2 separate regions of the Triticum aestivum genome follow, and region 1 is linked to region 2. Evidence: chromatin contacts called from public Hi-C data. All regions are on one chromosome and are shown on one strand. Each heading gives the region's core, a stretch centred on a gene start, on an enhancer-like site or on the middle of the called end of the contact. The rest is flanking DNA. Distances are from core to core; before and after follow the strand shown.

What was found. Hi-C and Micro-C count contacts between places; a contact is called where the count stands out from the background.
Region 1: a contact with region 2 is called in a Hi-C map of leaf, with 4 times the contacts expected there. The contact joins the promoter of LOC123085605 here to the promoter of LOC123085601 in region 2. A contact is called at or near these places in 4 of 5 Hi-C or Micro-C datasets (leaf and root).

Annotation. Positions count from the first base shown.
Region 1 is chr4A:137,320,916-137,328,560 of IWGSC CS RefSeq v2.1, forward strand. It overlaps LOC123085605 (eukaryotic translation initiation factor 2 subunit alpha homolog), which reads left to right and starts at 1,297. Exons shown (of 5, transcript XM_044507267.1): 1 at 1,297-1,919; 2 at 2,638-2,784; 3 at 2,869-2,973; 4 at 4,825-4,923; 5 at 5,067-5,562. The coding sequence starts at 1,404. The coding sequence ends at 5,219. LOC123085606 (mitochondrial import inner membrane translocase subunit TIM22-4) reads right to left here and starts at 1,038. Exons shown (of 4, transcript XM_044507268.1): 1 at 656-1,038. The coding sequence starts at 818.
Region 2 is chr4A:136,968,745-136,975,364 of IWGSC CS RefSeq v2.1, forward strand. LOC123085601 (gamma-interferon-responsive lysosomal thiol protein) reads right to left here and starts at 4,579. Exons shown (of 5, transcript XM_044507263.1): 1 at 4,415-4,579; 2 at 2,298-2,363; 3 at 1,875-2,015; 4 at 1,689-1,781; 5 at 1,149-1,541. The coding sequence starts at 4,579. The coding sequence ends at 1,335. It overlaps LOC123085602 (E3 ubiquitin-protein ligase BIG BROTHER), which reads right to left. Exons shown (of 8, transcript XM_044507265.1): 7 at 6,510-6,618; 8 at 6,043-6,418. The coding sequence ends at 6,365.

The DNA of each region.
Region 1 (7,645 bases), core at 47-2,546, 350 kb after region 2:
AAAGTCTTTGAAAGGTAATGTGTTAAGGACTGGAATTTAATTGGGTTGATTTCATGACCCTAACTTTACTTGATGAATCACTACAAAAACTTAGACCCCAACTCTCCCAGGCAAGTTCACTTGAAACAAAGGCACGACCCTAAAAAAAGAACTTGAAACAAAGGCATCTTCATTATGCATTATGACATGCCATTTCACATGAAGGATCATCGAACAAGAGCAAAGAGTTTATTGTTATTACCACCAAAGATTTTGAGCAGCTAAAGTAACTAACTAACAGTAGACAGTTCTGCAGGTGAGTACAACCGAATCAACATATGAACATAGTTAAGTTCGTACGCGCACTTGCTCAAAATAAAATTAAGCTCATCTCCTGCAGAGCTGGCACCGTTTTATTTGTAACTCTTCAGGCAAACAGGTGAAGAACTAACCATCTAAAGCATGAACAACCACATCCATGTTACATGTCACACCATCCAGAAACTCTGATTGCATGGCATTTGAACAAGATCATGGAGACATGTTAACTCGGCATTTCAGCATAATTCAATTACAGAGTTGTATGCGCCGCAGTGGCACAAATATGGTTTTCTCCAAATACTCAGTAACTGAATAGCATCAAGAGATTTGTGTTTGAGGTGGTGAGTAACATTACCCATGACACCGCTGAGGACGCTCCGGACGGCGCAGTTGTTCATCATCTCCTGCCCCTTGATCTCCTCCGGCGTTGGCAGCCGGAGCGGCTCCACTGGAGCCCTCTGGCCGGCCGCATCGCCGCCCGCCCCGGCCGCCGCCGCCGATGGCTCCGGCGAAGACATCTCACAGTCTGATCTCCCTCCCCCTCCCGATAGCGCGACGGCGGAGCTAGCTGCGGGCCTTGGAAACCACTGGAAAGGCAATGAAGGGGATTGGAGAAGAAGCCGAGCCGAGAAGTTCCTCAGGGCTCGCTACTTGTCCTCCTTCCCTTGGCTTTCTTTTCCTCCCCTCCAAGAAAAGGGGCGGCGGTAAGGGAAGGGGATCCCGGTGGGGGTGCACTGGTGCGTGCCTCTTCCGGTCTTCCCACTCCCCGGAGCTCGCGTGAGGCGCACCATCTCTGCTCTCCGCTACCCGAACACGCACACGTATTTTCAAGAGTACGCTACCCTAGGACGCAGGCGTATTGTCAAGACTACGCTACCCGGTTCCAGTACCTGTGTGGCGCGTGTGGGGGAGACCGGGAGAGATATCGGATCCATCGGAATCGGATCGGCTCACTTGATATCCGATCCACCAAGGGAGTACAACAAGCAGCATTCTCTGACTGCCGCCCCCACCCCCTCCCCCGACCAAAACCCAAGCAAACCCTAGATCCGCCGCGGCCCCCTCCAACTCCGGCGACGCCCTCCACCCGGCAGACGGAGAAGATGCCGAACCTCGAGTGCCGGATGTACGAGCCGCGGTTCCCGGAGGTGGACGCCGCGGTGATGATCCAGGTCAAGCACATCGCCGACATGGGCGCCTACGTCTCCCTCCTCGAGTACAACAACGTGGAGGGCATGATCCTCTTCTCCGAGCTCTCCCGCCGCCGCATCCGCTCCATCTCCTCGCTCATCAAGGTCGGCCGCCAGGAGCCCGCCATCGTGCTCCGTGTCGACCGCGACAAGGGATACATCGACCTCTCCAAGCGCCGGGTCTCCGAGGAGGAGGCGCGGTCCTGCGAGGACAAGTACAACAAGTCCAAGCTCGTGCACTCCATCATGCGCCACGTTGCCGAGACCCTCGAGATCGACCTCGAGCCCATCTACCAGCGCATCGGCTGGCCGCTATACCGCAAGTACGGCCACGCATTCGAGGCCTTCAAGCTCATAGTTGCTGACCCCGACGCCATCCTCGATGTGCTCACCTACGAGGAGAGGGAGACCGGCCCTGACGGACAAGAGGTTACCCACCAATTATCATGATTTTTCCTTTCGTAATTCTGATTTATGCACTACGATGCCCTGACGTGATTAAATGCATTCACTAATAACTACGCCGTGCTTAAATGATCTTGTCATGTGAATTTGTGCGTGATGTCAGGTAAAATGTGCTGAAGTTTATGGATAACATGTTCTCGTTCTGTTGAATGGGCACCATAGAAAGGTTTGGTACTTGCGAGTTTATCTGAGGTCAAATGGACCAAATGAACTTTTAGTGCAACTAATCACTGAATGTTGGAATGTACCAATAGATTAAATTTGTCTTGTCGAGTCTAGTTCTAAGGTCTAACGAACAATTGAATGATATTTCAAGTGATGTGAATAAATTACCCCTGGAATGTGTTCTGATATTTACTCCCTCCGGTCCTTTTTACTCCGCACATTAGCTTTGTCTGAAGTCCAAGTTTGCTAAGTTTGACCAAATTTATATTAGAAAATATTAACATCTATAACATCTAATAAATATAATATGAAAATATATTCCGAGATGGATCTAATAATAAATGTGTTGTTATGTGAATGTTAATAATTTTTTGTATAAACTTGGTCAAAGTTGGATGAGATTGACTTCAGACAAACCTAATATGCAGAGTAAAAAGGACCGGAGGGAGTACCATCGACATAATTAAGTTTAGAGTTTTTGCCAGAAAATGAAAGTGATACTTAAATTTACTGGCAGGTGACTAAGGTGGTGCCTGCTGTCACCCCTGAGATTAAGGAGACCCTGGTCCAGAATATACGGAGGAGGATGACACCGCAGCCACTCAAGATCCGTGCTGACGTCGAGATGAAATGTTTCCAATTTGATGGGGTGCTCCATATTAAGGTTCTAGTTAACCCTGTTTCTGCCTTGGGATATAATTGAACACTTTGGGTTGCTTATTCAGTTGTTCTAAATTTGATATTGCAGCAAGCCATGAGGAAAGCTGAAGCTGCTGGGAACACTAATTGTCCTGTGAAGATTAAGCTGGTTGCTCCTCCACTTTATGTTCTGACTACACAAACTCTCGACAAGGTTGGTGTCTTCTTCAGCCTCTTTCCATGATTCATGTTGGCTTTGACTCTAGGTATCCTGCTCGATTGATTAGATTATTTGATTCTTATTTAGAAGGATGCTCCTAATTTGACATAGAATTTAAGATTTAACAATTGCACTGCGCCTTTAGCACATTGTATTTTTCTTGATTGATTAGATGGTCAAATTTTCATTATTTAGAAAGAAGCTTCTAATGTGTCTGTTCCCAAATATAAGGTGTATTAGTTTTTCGAAAAGTCAACTTTTCTATGTTTGACCAAGTTTATAGGAAAATATATTAACATTTACGATGCTAAATAACTAAAATATGAAAATATATTTCATGACGAATCTTATGGTAATGATTGGATTTTGAAAACATTGATATTTTTCTCCATAAACTTGGTCAAAGTTAAAGAAGTTTGACTTTAAAAAAGATTAATGCACCTGATATTTTGGACTGGAGGGGGTACATTATTGGCTGGGTGGATCATCTTATATCCTAACTATCAGGAAGGCTGTTAAAGTGCTCACCTTGCTTCCAATGTGTCTAACAGCTATTGCACCGCATACAATGTTTGATAGTTTGTTGTCCATGATCTGTAGTTTGCTGTTTCTCATTGTCATCTATTGGGGTTGGTTGGCTAGTCATCCAGAAGGAAATTGATAATTGCCATGTCAAATTTCATTCTCTAATGTGACAAAGGATGCTATTTTTTTTGGTGTGTTCTTAATAACATGTGTGTAGAATGATCTAAGTTACAGATTAGGTGACAGTGGTTATTTGCATGAACTGTCCTTAGTCTGTCTTGTTGTACACGCACTCAAATGGTACAGTAAGTTGCTTTGGGCTTACAGCTTTAGGCTATGTTTGGTAGCAAAGTATTAGAAAAACTGCAGTATTGAAAACCACAATATTTTTGTCAGTGGGTACAAGATACCACAGTTTTGACATATCAAAGTATGTTGAAGTATTGAGATTACTGTGACCTGTTTGGTTGTTGCCGCAAAACACAGTATTGATGCGTTCAAACACTCAACTACCTAGCCGTTAGCAGTGCAAGCACACACCTGCTGGCCGGAGCTGATCAACATGCTCAGCTAGCTAACATACGGGCCATCCCATCAAGAGCCCGGAGGAAGAAACAACCAACTCATATGTCCCCCTCACTCCTTCCAGCCGCTAAGCCGAGCTGAGCCACCGTTCCATGCACTCGCCTCTAGCCCCCAACCCGTGCTAAAAGTACCAGGTGTAGTTTGTTGTGGTATGGTTTGAACAGGGATACCTGAATCTGAATTGTCTGAATGAAAAACAGCAAAATCACTATAGTATGATCATTAGATTTTAGACAAATCATGCGGGGTGTAGCGGCCGACGACAACAGAGCAGCCGTCTCTTTGCTTCCCCATGGTCGCCGAGGGAGATTTCTCCAAAGACGACAGGGCGGCGACGGCGTGGGAACGAGGCCAGAGCAAGTAGCGAGTTGTTGAGCAGAGTGCGGAAGGATAATGACGCTAGTCCCTTCTTTTCGCCTTCTCTGTTTTTTTAAAACAGGTCTGGGGTTCTTTTTATTATACAGAGAAAAAACTGCAGTTTGTCGAATACTACAATATTAAAACAACAGTTTTAAGCGTCAATCAAACAGCTCATTGTAAATAAAACTATGGTAATATCAAAAACTGTAGTATTCTCAAAATATTTAGAAAATACTTTGCTATCAAACGGGATGAATTTTTAGACTCCATCTATCTGAATTCATTCCAACCTCAGTATTATGGTTTAAGGTTTTGATGTTTCAACTCTCCACAAATAACAATTAATCTTCTTTTGTATGTTTCTCCTTGGGATAGGACCAAGGCATCTCAGTTCTCACTGATGCAGTTAAAGCATGCACAGCAGAGATTGAAAAACACAAGGGAAAGTTGGTAGTGAAAGAAGCACCTAGAGCTGTAAGTTTTCAGCATTGTCTAATAATTCTTCTACGTGTCCTCTATATATCGTATATATCTCCAGTATAAATGTTCTCAAAATTATATTAGCTGTTCCAGTTCATGGTTCATGAAGCTTTGTACTATTTGCATTTTGTAAACAGGTGAGTGAGAGGGAAGATAAGCTATTGAACGCCCAGTTGGATACCCTGGTTGAGCAAAATGCGGAGGTTGCTGGTGATGATGACAGTGAAGATGAGGAAGATACAGGAATGGGCGATATCGATCTCACAAATTCTGGCGTCCATGCGGACTGAGTCTACATTAGTCGATTTGGATGAGATTCGTTGTATAGCATCAGCCAAGATCCTAGATCATCCTATTTAAAAGCTCTTTGAATTTGCTGGTAGTGTCATCTTAGATGTTCATCGGCCAGTGCTGGGCTTTACTTTGATTGAGAAGCACCTGTTTTTTTTTCTCTCTCTTTGGAGTGAAATATAGTTTTGTTGTTAAACAAGTGTTTTTGATGCTTAGTCTTGGCATGCAAAATGTTATCAACAGGTGTTTTTCTTTCCAGTTTTGCTGGTTGTTCTTTGTACACATGCGAAATGTTACTCCGCCCCAATCCTTTGTGTTTGTTATTGCTGGTTATTATTTTCACTATGATTTTCACCTCTCTTCCGTTTTTTCACGCCAGCCGCTTTGCTTCTGATGGGGATCGGCAGCAATGATGGTGCGGTGGTGCCTCTCCCTCGTATTCATTACCAAAGCGTTCTGTAACATCCTGGTAGTAATTCCCTATATATTTTGCCTATTATATTGTTTGTGCATCATGTGCATCTAGTAAGCATCATCTTGCATTAATGACTAATTTTGATTTCTTCCTTTTGTAAATGGTGAATAACCCTTCTCTTCAATGGTCTGCACCAAGACTCACCTCCAAGCCCACATTCTTTTTGTGAAATTTGGGAGCTACCAAAATTGTTTCCTGATTTTTAGCACAAGCCTAGATATCACTCAGTAGTTCAAACTCACCGAAATGAGTAAGTTAAACAAAGTCCCAATAGATTGAATATCTTGTTGTGGCCTTGTTATTTTATAGAAAGGCTACGTTTAAAATTTCTTTGATTCGTAGTCGTTTGAGGCTGACACGATTAGATATGAGGGCGCTATAGCCGGATAAAGAATAAAACATTTTGCATTTAAATTTGATAATTGGGCTAGCCCTCTCCCATAAGCAGTTCATCTAGCCCACCACGGGCATCTACCCCCTGCTATAAATAGTCATCCCTCCCTGTCAATTTTAGACAACCTAGGACAAATGCAAGAAACTCTAACCCTAGCCGCAACCCACCCCACAGATCTAACCACCTCAAGCTGCCGCGGTCTGGATCCATCCTCGGAGCAGAGGCAAGACACTGGATTGTGGTGACAAGGAAAACATAGATGCCAGCGCTGGAAACCCTAGATCGCCTCCGCATCACTAGATAGAACCAGTGTATCATGAGATTTTCATCTCATACGGCTCCATGGTCAATTTTTCGAAGGGATCCTTAGCGTGTATGTGTTATGTTGTTTTGATTTACCACGTATGCTTTTTCAGCGGGAAAAAAAAACTTGATTGCACGGTAACATCAATGAAAAGCATCCGTTATCGACTTCGGCCCCTACTTGATGATCTCACCTTATCAAAGTATGTTTGTGTCGGGGCATCTGATCACACAAAATGCACTACTTGCTTTTGAGTGTCTACACTTTCTTCAACATGAGAAAAATCTGGATAACAGTTTCTGTGCGTACAAGTTTGACCTCTCAAAGGCGTACAACAAGGTGGACTGGGGGTTCTTGAAGCAGGTGATGGAAAAGTTGGGCTTCTCTTATCAGTGGGTATAATGGATAATGACATGCGTAACCTCGGTGAGCTATTCAGTAAAATTTAATGGAGTCATCTTGGATTCGTTTACACCGATGCGAGGACTTCGGCAAGGTGACCCCCTATCCCACTTTTTGTTCCTATTCATTGTTGATGGGTTGTCTGCGCTGCTGAGACAGGGAGTAGGAACACAAGCTTTCCAACCAATCAAAATCTGTAATCGTGCACCAGGAATATCACATCTATTGTTTGCTGATGACACCCTTCTATTCTTCAAAGCTAATGCTGACCAACCTATTTATGTGAAAAAATGTCATCCACAGATATGCGAGGGCCATGTACCAGCTCATAAACCCACAAAAGTGCTCTATTCAGTTTGGTGATAGTTACCCCTTAGTGATGCAGGCGGTGGTCGGACAGAAATTGCAGGTACAAAAATCCGAGTTAGGGAAGTACCTCGGATTGCCAACACCAGATGGTCGTATGCACAAGGGGAAATTTCAAATGTTGCGGGCGAGTTTGACCAAAAGAATAATGGCATGGGGTGACACCCTCTCGCGGCTAGGGAAGGAGACTCTGATAAAATCCATCCCGCAAGCAATTCCCATTTATATTATGGGAGTGTTTAAATTGCCGTGTTCGATTTGCAAGAACCTCACACGCTTAGTAAGGAACTTTTTTGGGGTTCAAAGCACGTGCAACGAAAGACACACATGCGAGAATGGGAGAAAATAAATTGAACCAAAGGGCAAGCGGGGATTTGGCTTCCGTGACTTCCGCATCTTCAACCAGGCCTTATTCGCTCATCAAGCCTTGCGGCTACTCACTAGACCGGATTCCTTATGCTCTCTTGCCTCTCTGGTATTGAAA
Region 2 (6,620 bases), core at 3,329-5,828:
GACAAGGCAACCAAGCGTGTTGCGTTGCACTACAAATTTATTCAGTGTTTTTTCTTTGCGGGGAAAAAATATATTCAGTGGATCTTCTTACAACGCAGAAACAAACAGAAAGAGAAACAGTGGCAAATGCGCTGCGTTAAATGTTATAGGAGTGCATGTATACTGCATAGAATTAGCTATTAGCGCCCCCACCCTTTTTAAAATTCAATTTCGTTTTCACTTGGCAGCTATGAAGAAAATCAATTTCATAATTTCACATGTTTCACATTTTTAGTTGCTGAATTTGAAAAAAAATCTCCATAGCTCTTAGGTGAATTTGAATTTGAAACTGAAATTTGTTTCTAGAGGGTCACCTTCTCCACCACACTGTATTTTTCAGAATTTTTTAAACATTTGAAATTATAGTTTCACCGGTTTCCACCAAATCTTGGTTTTCATTGGATACTTTCTCTATCTTAGAGTTCTCCTTGCTAGTAATTTGTATGAGTTCTAACAAATATAATTAGCTTTAACGAAAACCAGAGAAAAAATAAAACCGCATATGTGGCTAGTCCAGTTAGCATAAAATGTGGGAGGGAATTTAAAATGTATCACAAACTTGCCTAAATTGGGAATTTTCACTAAATGGGGTAATATCTGTCACAAACATGAATTTAGTGGGTAAAAGATGGAATTCACTCTTTTATTCACATAGTGGTACTTGTGTGGCGTTGACCTACAAATTTGGGGATGAAGAGTATCATGTGCTCAAAAGCCACGAATTGTTTTTTTCTTTGCAGGGCCCTCATTTCAATGTATTTCATCGTGGAAATTTACACACATGTACATTATGACTCCATGTATATCTGTATTTTTCGGATTTGTCTGAAATGTAGAAATATGATTTTTGATTAAAAAATTCAAAAAAGGCCTCCAAAATCAATTTTTGGAAATAAAATAGAGAAATTTCTATGTAAAGACAACATGGATCTCTTGCTGCTAAGCTGGATGGCCCACATAGAAAATCCACGCTTACTTAGGTTCGTTAGTTCAACAAACCAGAAACCAGATAGGGCTAGCAGGATCACCATAGCTCACGATTATTATCGCACGTTGTATATCTCCATATTAACTTGGACACGGCCAAATAAAAAACTTGAACAGAAAAATAAAACTCACAATGCTCACGTATATCTCCATATTAACTTGAACAGGAATTTACATCACCATAACTCACTTTATTATCTAGATGTGCTTTAGCAATACTGCCATAATTAACCTGACCAGAAAGATGAAACGGCCCTATATTCACGTGTATCGGTATAGGAGCCCCGAAAGGAGACATATACAATTTATCAATTGTCATCACCCTGGACCATCTTAATCTTAATCTTGTCGTCGACCCCTTCATCCAGCTCGAAATCGCCGGAGTTGTAGGTGACACCGTTGCCAGCCTCCACCACCTGTTGTACGATTGGGTAGTCACGGCCCAGCCCTTGGCAAATCTTGGGAGGATGGCCCTTGTAAGCCTTGCAGACGTAAGCTTCGAAGTTCTCGTAGTCCTGAAACAAACAAGCTCGTCATGATTCAAGAACTAGCGTATGCTTATATGGTGAAACTCCGACATGAAGGTGAGCAAACAGTTAGTAAAATGTGAAATCTTCCATCATGATTGGATCAAAAACTTGAGAAGAGTGGTTGTTGCTTACCTCATACAGCGGCTGGCCATCAACCACCACCCATGGAACGTACTTGTGCGGGGGCACAAGCGCATCAGTCTGTTTCCCATACTTGAGCGAAAGCTAGATGGAGCAAGCAAAATACGAACACTGTGGTTAGCAATATTGCCTATAAAATGTATGTGATGATACAACGCAGAGGCAAGGGGAACGGACCTTGTGGCCATGCTCACTGTTGTAGCACTCCATGACAGGCTTGGGGTCAAGCCCCTGTTTCTGGAAGCACGACTCCCATTCCTCGCACTTGCGGTTCATCACCAGGTCCTCCACGCAGTTGATGAAACCGAAATGCACATTCTGCAACCAGTGACAAGTAGCTATCATATCAAAGAGTATGTGTAACAAAATTCTCCAGACTTGTAGCAGAACTGTCTAGATTTGAGGTGAGAACTTGGACCTGGGGAAGTGACGACAGCTAGCTAATGACTATTCTATTACTACTATAACTGATACGAAGTTCGCGTCGTGATTATTGTATCATAGTCCAGCCTATTCTTTGCTGAGAACTTAATGAAGTTGCAACAATACGTTGGTGGTGAAGCTGTGAGCAGAGATTATGATGAGATGTGGATGAATTACCAAATCCGGCCAGGCTTCGATGGCGCAAGCCTCCACGTTGTTGAGAAGGCATTCATCGGGGCCATGCTGCAACAAGCCAAAATCCCAATATTAGTATGAGCATCAGCACCATCCACAGCTAAATAGTCAGTAATTAACATTGCTAATTAGAAAGTACTACTCAGAACTAAGCACACACCCAGGATCCCTGATTGAACAAAGAAACATCTATAATAAGATAACCAAAGGAAGAAGCAGAGGAACGGATTGGGCGCGCGGCGATGGCACACCTGACAGGTGATGGCACCGTGCGCGTCCACCTTGGCGTTGCCATAGGGAACGAGGGTGAGGTCCGCGGCATCAAGGAGTCCATCCTTGAAGAGTCTGGCGAGGCTGTTCACCACGAAGTGCGCTGAGAAGGGGCACAGCGACTCATAGTAGAGCGCCATGCTAACCTTCCCGCTCCCCGCCGTGACTACATCGCCATTGGCGCTCGCGGAGGAGACGCTGAGCAGCAGGAGTAGCACGGGGAGGAGGAGGAAACGGTGGGGGCGGGTGGCCATGGGGTTTGCTCGTCCGGTCGATCAATGGGCAGAAGATCAGTGTGCAGAGAAGAAGGTGGAGCCTTGGAGTGAGTGCAGGAGCTTGGCAGTGAGGGGTTTATATTGGCGATTAGGGTGATGGGCTGGTCGCCACGTGTGCAGCGAGGTGGTTTAAAGGACAAACTAGAATTGCTCGGCCGTGTGTGGCGATGTGGTGCATATTTGAGGATGTGAAATGATGAGTGGTTCCCACCATTTCATCTTATGAGCATCTGCACGATGAAATGATGAGGATTTCAAGATGCATTTGTAAAACTAAAACTATTGCACACTCCAATGAACCTTGTTTCTTCTGGAAGAGTTTCCATTCTAGACAAAAGCACTAGGTGCGGTACACTTAGGTCGCATAAACCAGAAGGTAAGCAACTTGTTGAGGATTGTTAGTGGCGTTTCTAAAAGCTAGCAAATACAAAACCTCAATGGAAGTGGCTTTGCAGTGAATTATAGTAACTCTTCCATAAGCTGAAAACTACAAGAGATCTCTAAGGTGGAAGGGCTGGTAGTGGAGAGAGCCTAACTTGTGGTCTGCCCGAAAACCAGGCCATTAATCACCGTAGGAATACATGATTGTAGGTGACGGTTGCAAAGCATGTTCTCCTCCTCTTTTAGAATCATCGCAAACCATGCTCATGCGTAGTGGGCTGGTGGGTTGTAGTGGTACGGCATTACTAGTTGAGATCTGAGAGAGAAGTCATTGTAGCTCTAGTGTAAGTAAGACAATTAGACAAGGCAGCCAGGTGCGTGCACTTGTTTTGTTGATAATACAAATTCAGTTATTTCTTGCGTACAAGGCAGAAACAAACAGAGAGGGAAACAATAGCAAATGGGCCGCACTAAATGGAGCCTATGCCAAACGTTTTGGGCCGCGCGTTCGGCAAGTATCTTGCTAGTATCGTATATGGATCCACCTTGTTTCCCTAACCAGTAAAGAAAAGGGCATGACGGCGACTGATTAGCAGCAAGCAATACGCCTTGGCCGCTATGATGCCACGCTGCTGCCACCACTACCTTCAAAATATCTCTGCCCGCAAAATCAAGAAACTAGCTTTGGAATTGGCCCAAGGCAAGAGAACAGGATATTCGTTGCAAAGTAATTCAGTGTTATTCCTTGCGTACAAGGCAGAAACAAACAGAAAGAGAAACAATAGCAAATGGGCCGCGCTAAATTGAGCCTATGCCAAACGTTTTGGGCCGCGCGTTCGACAAGTGTTATACTAGTACGGATCCACCTTGTTTCTCTAACCAGTAAAAAAAACGGCATGACGGCGACTAATTAGCAGCAATACGCCTTGGCCGCTATGATGCCACGCTACTGCCACCACTACCGTTCAAAGTATTTCTGCAGTAATGAGCCGCTAATTATGAAGCTAGCTACTCTACGAAATTGGTCGGAGGCGTCGATTAATTACCAAGGCAGAGAGAACAAAAGATTTGTGGCAGGGTAATTCAGTAACTAGCTAGGAATCAATTTGTGAGCTGGATGATTCAGGGGGAATTAATCGGGGACTGGATCACTGAGAGGGCTAGCGGCAGCACCTGGCAGGAGATGGTGTTGTTGGCGCCGCGGACGTGGGCGTTGCCGTAGGGGACGAGCAGGAGGTCGACGGCGCCGATGAGCCCGCTGTCGAAGATCCCGGCGAGGCGGGTGACGATGAAGCGCGAGCAGTAGGGGCAGAGCGACTCGTAGTAGAGCGCCAGGGACACCCTGGGCGGCCCCGCGGCCGCGGCCGGGGCCGGCGGCAGGAGGGCGGCGAGGATGGCCGGCAGGAGCAGGACGAAGCGGAGGGCGCGACGGGAAGTGGCCATGGCGCGCAGGGGGGGTCGCGTCCGTCCCGAGAGGAGTTCTCCTCTCCTGGTCAACGGAGAGCGGTAAGTTTTTTGTGTCTCGATGGGTATAGACGGGATCACGGGAACATACGTGCGTGCCGGAAGGAAGGAAGTTCACGGCTTCATGTTTTGGAGGGACGTGTCACGATTCCATGGTCAAGCAGGAGAGCTGTCTGTGAGGCCAACGATGCGCCATCAGGTGAATAGGTGATCGCCATCAACATCAAGTTTGAACGGGACCCTCTATCCATGTACCTGAAATTTCTTTTGCCATCGGTCACTTTTTTCTTTCTGAAAGAGCCATCGGTCACTTTTATCAACAGCCACTATATCTTCATTTCAAATAGATCGCGGTATTGTTTATCTTCCTCCTCCCTTTCTTCTTCCGGGTACCCCCTTCTTCCTCCTCCCTTTCTTCTTCCGGGTACCCCTTCTTCCTCCTCCAAACACCCCCAGCGGCTTAACCGCCGGCCTCCACCACCCGCGGCCGGCAGACACTACCGGGCACCGCCCCGCCCTCCCGTTAACCTCCCCCTATCGCCGTTGCTGGCCACCGTCCAGGACACTCCTGTAAGCCCAGCGCCACCCATGAAAACCTTCGGCGATCCTCTACACACCCACACCCCTAAGATAGATAATGGGGTCATGACTTCATCCTAAGATAGATGGTGGGGCTAGTTCTTCTCCGGCAAGCTTGTTTCTTCTCCGGCGAGGTCCGGCCAAGAGGGAAACAAGAAGGAAAAAAGTGGCCGACACGAAAAAGAATTTCAGGCACCTAAGAAATAGCAAATCCGAGTTTGAACACCATTCTGTGAAGCACTGGCCTAGAGAGGCACACTATCTTTGAGCTCCACGTACCAGAATCAGTCCGTCTGTGTGGCTGGATGATCCCCTGATTTCCTGGTTGATAATGTAACAATTACTGTGAGCTAAATAAAGGTTAATTTTCCTGTCCAAGAAAAGTTGCACTACCTCAACTCGACAGGTCCAGAGCTGAGCAGTTGTCACCAGAGTACAAGTGCATACATCAGTTGATCCAACTGCAGATAAAAACAGGAGCTACACACAAAACTGGCAAAGCCTCCCCAAAAAATTGTACCTGCACTGGACAGGTCCGTAGCTGAGCAGTGGTCACCGGTACAAAGTGGATACAGGAGTTCATCCAACTACAGACAAAAACAGGAGCCACACACACAAAATCCCAAGAGAAAAGAAGAAGGAGCAACACAAAACTGGCTGAGCCTAGCCTCCCCCAAAAGAAGCTCAGAGTTTCAGTCACAAACACATCACTGACAAGGAATGCAAGCTCATAGTCACAAGGTTGTAACAAATGAATCTTTCCTCTGTCCACAAAAATCTTAATCAAATACAGTTAACAGAAACAAGCGCATGCCTCTTTGCAGTGAACAAAACACCTCACAAGCATGCACGATCGAGCTCTACCACGTGGTCATAGTTCACGGTCAAACTCTACAGCCTACGGCAAACCTCTGGGAAGCGGTTCCGGCTTCCAGCTACATCTGCTTATAACCTATATTTAGTGATATGGTCCTAATATACAAGTCTAAAGGGAAGGGGTAGGGCACAAAGCAAGCTGCCCTCAAGCAGAGATCACGCGTACGTCGTCCCAGCGCAAGAACTTCGTGATTGCCACATAACTCATTGCCTCTTGGGCTCCTCGCCGGGAACTTCAGCAAAGCAGACAGGGCATACCTGCAGAGCAAATGCATACTCCTGTCAGCTAAAGAGGCAGGGGGTAGAAACAAGAAGCGGATACGGATTGTTCTGTTTCCTTATCGCAGACCTTGTTGATGGTAAGCCATTTTGTCACGCAGCTGGCGTGGTACACATGCTTGCAGGGGAGTGCCATCTGCAGATCCCCTCTCCGATACTCCATTTGACAGATTACACACCT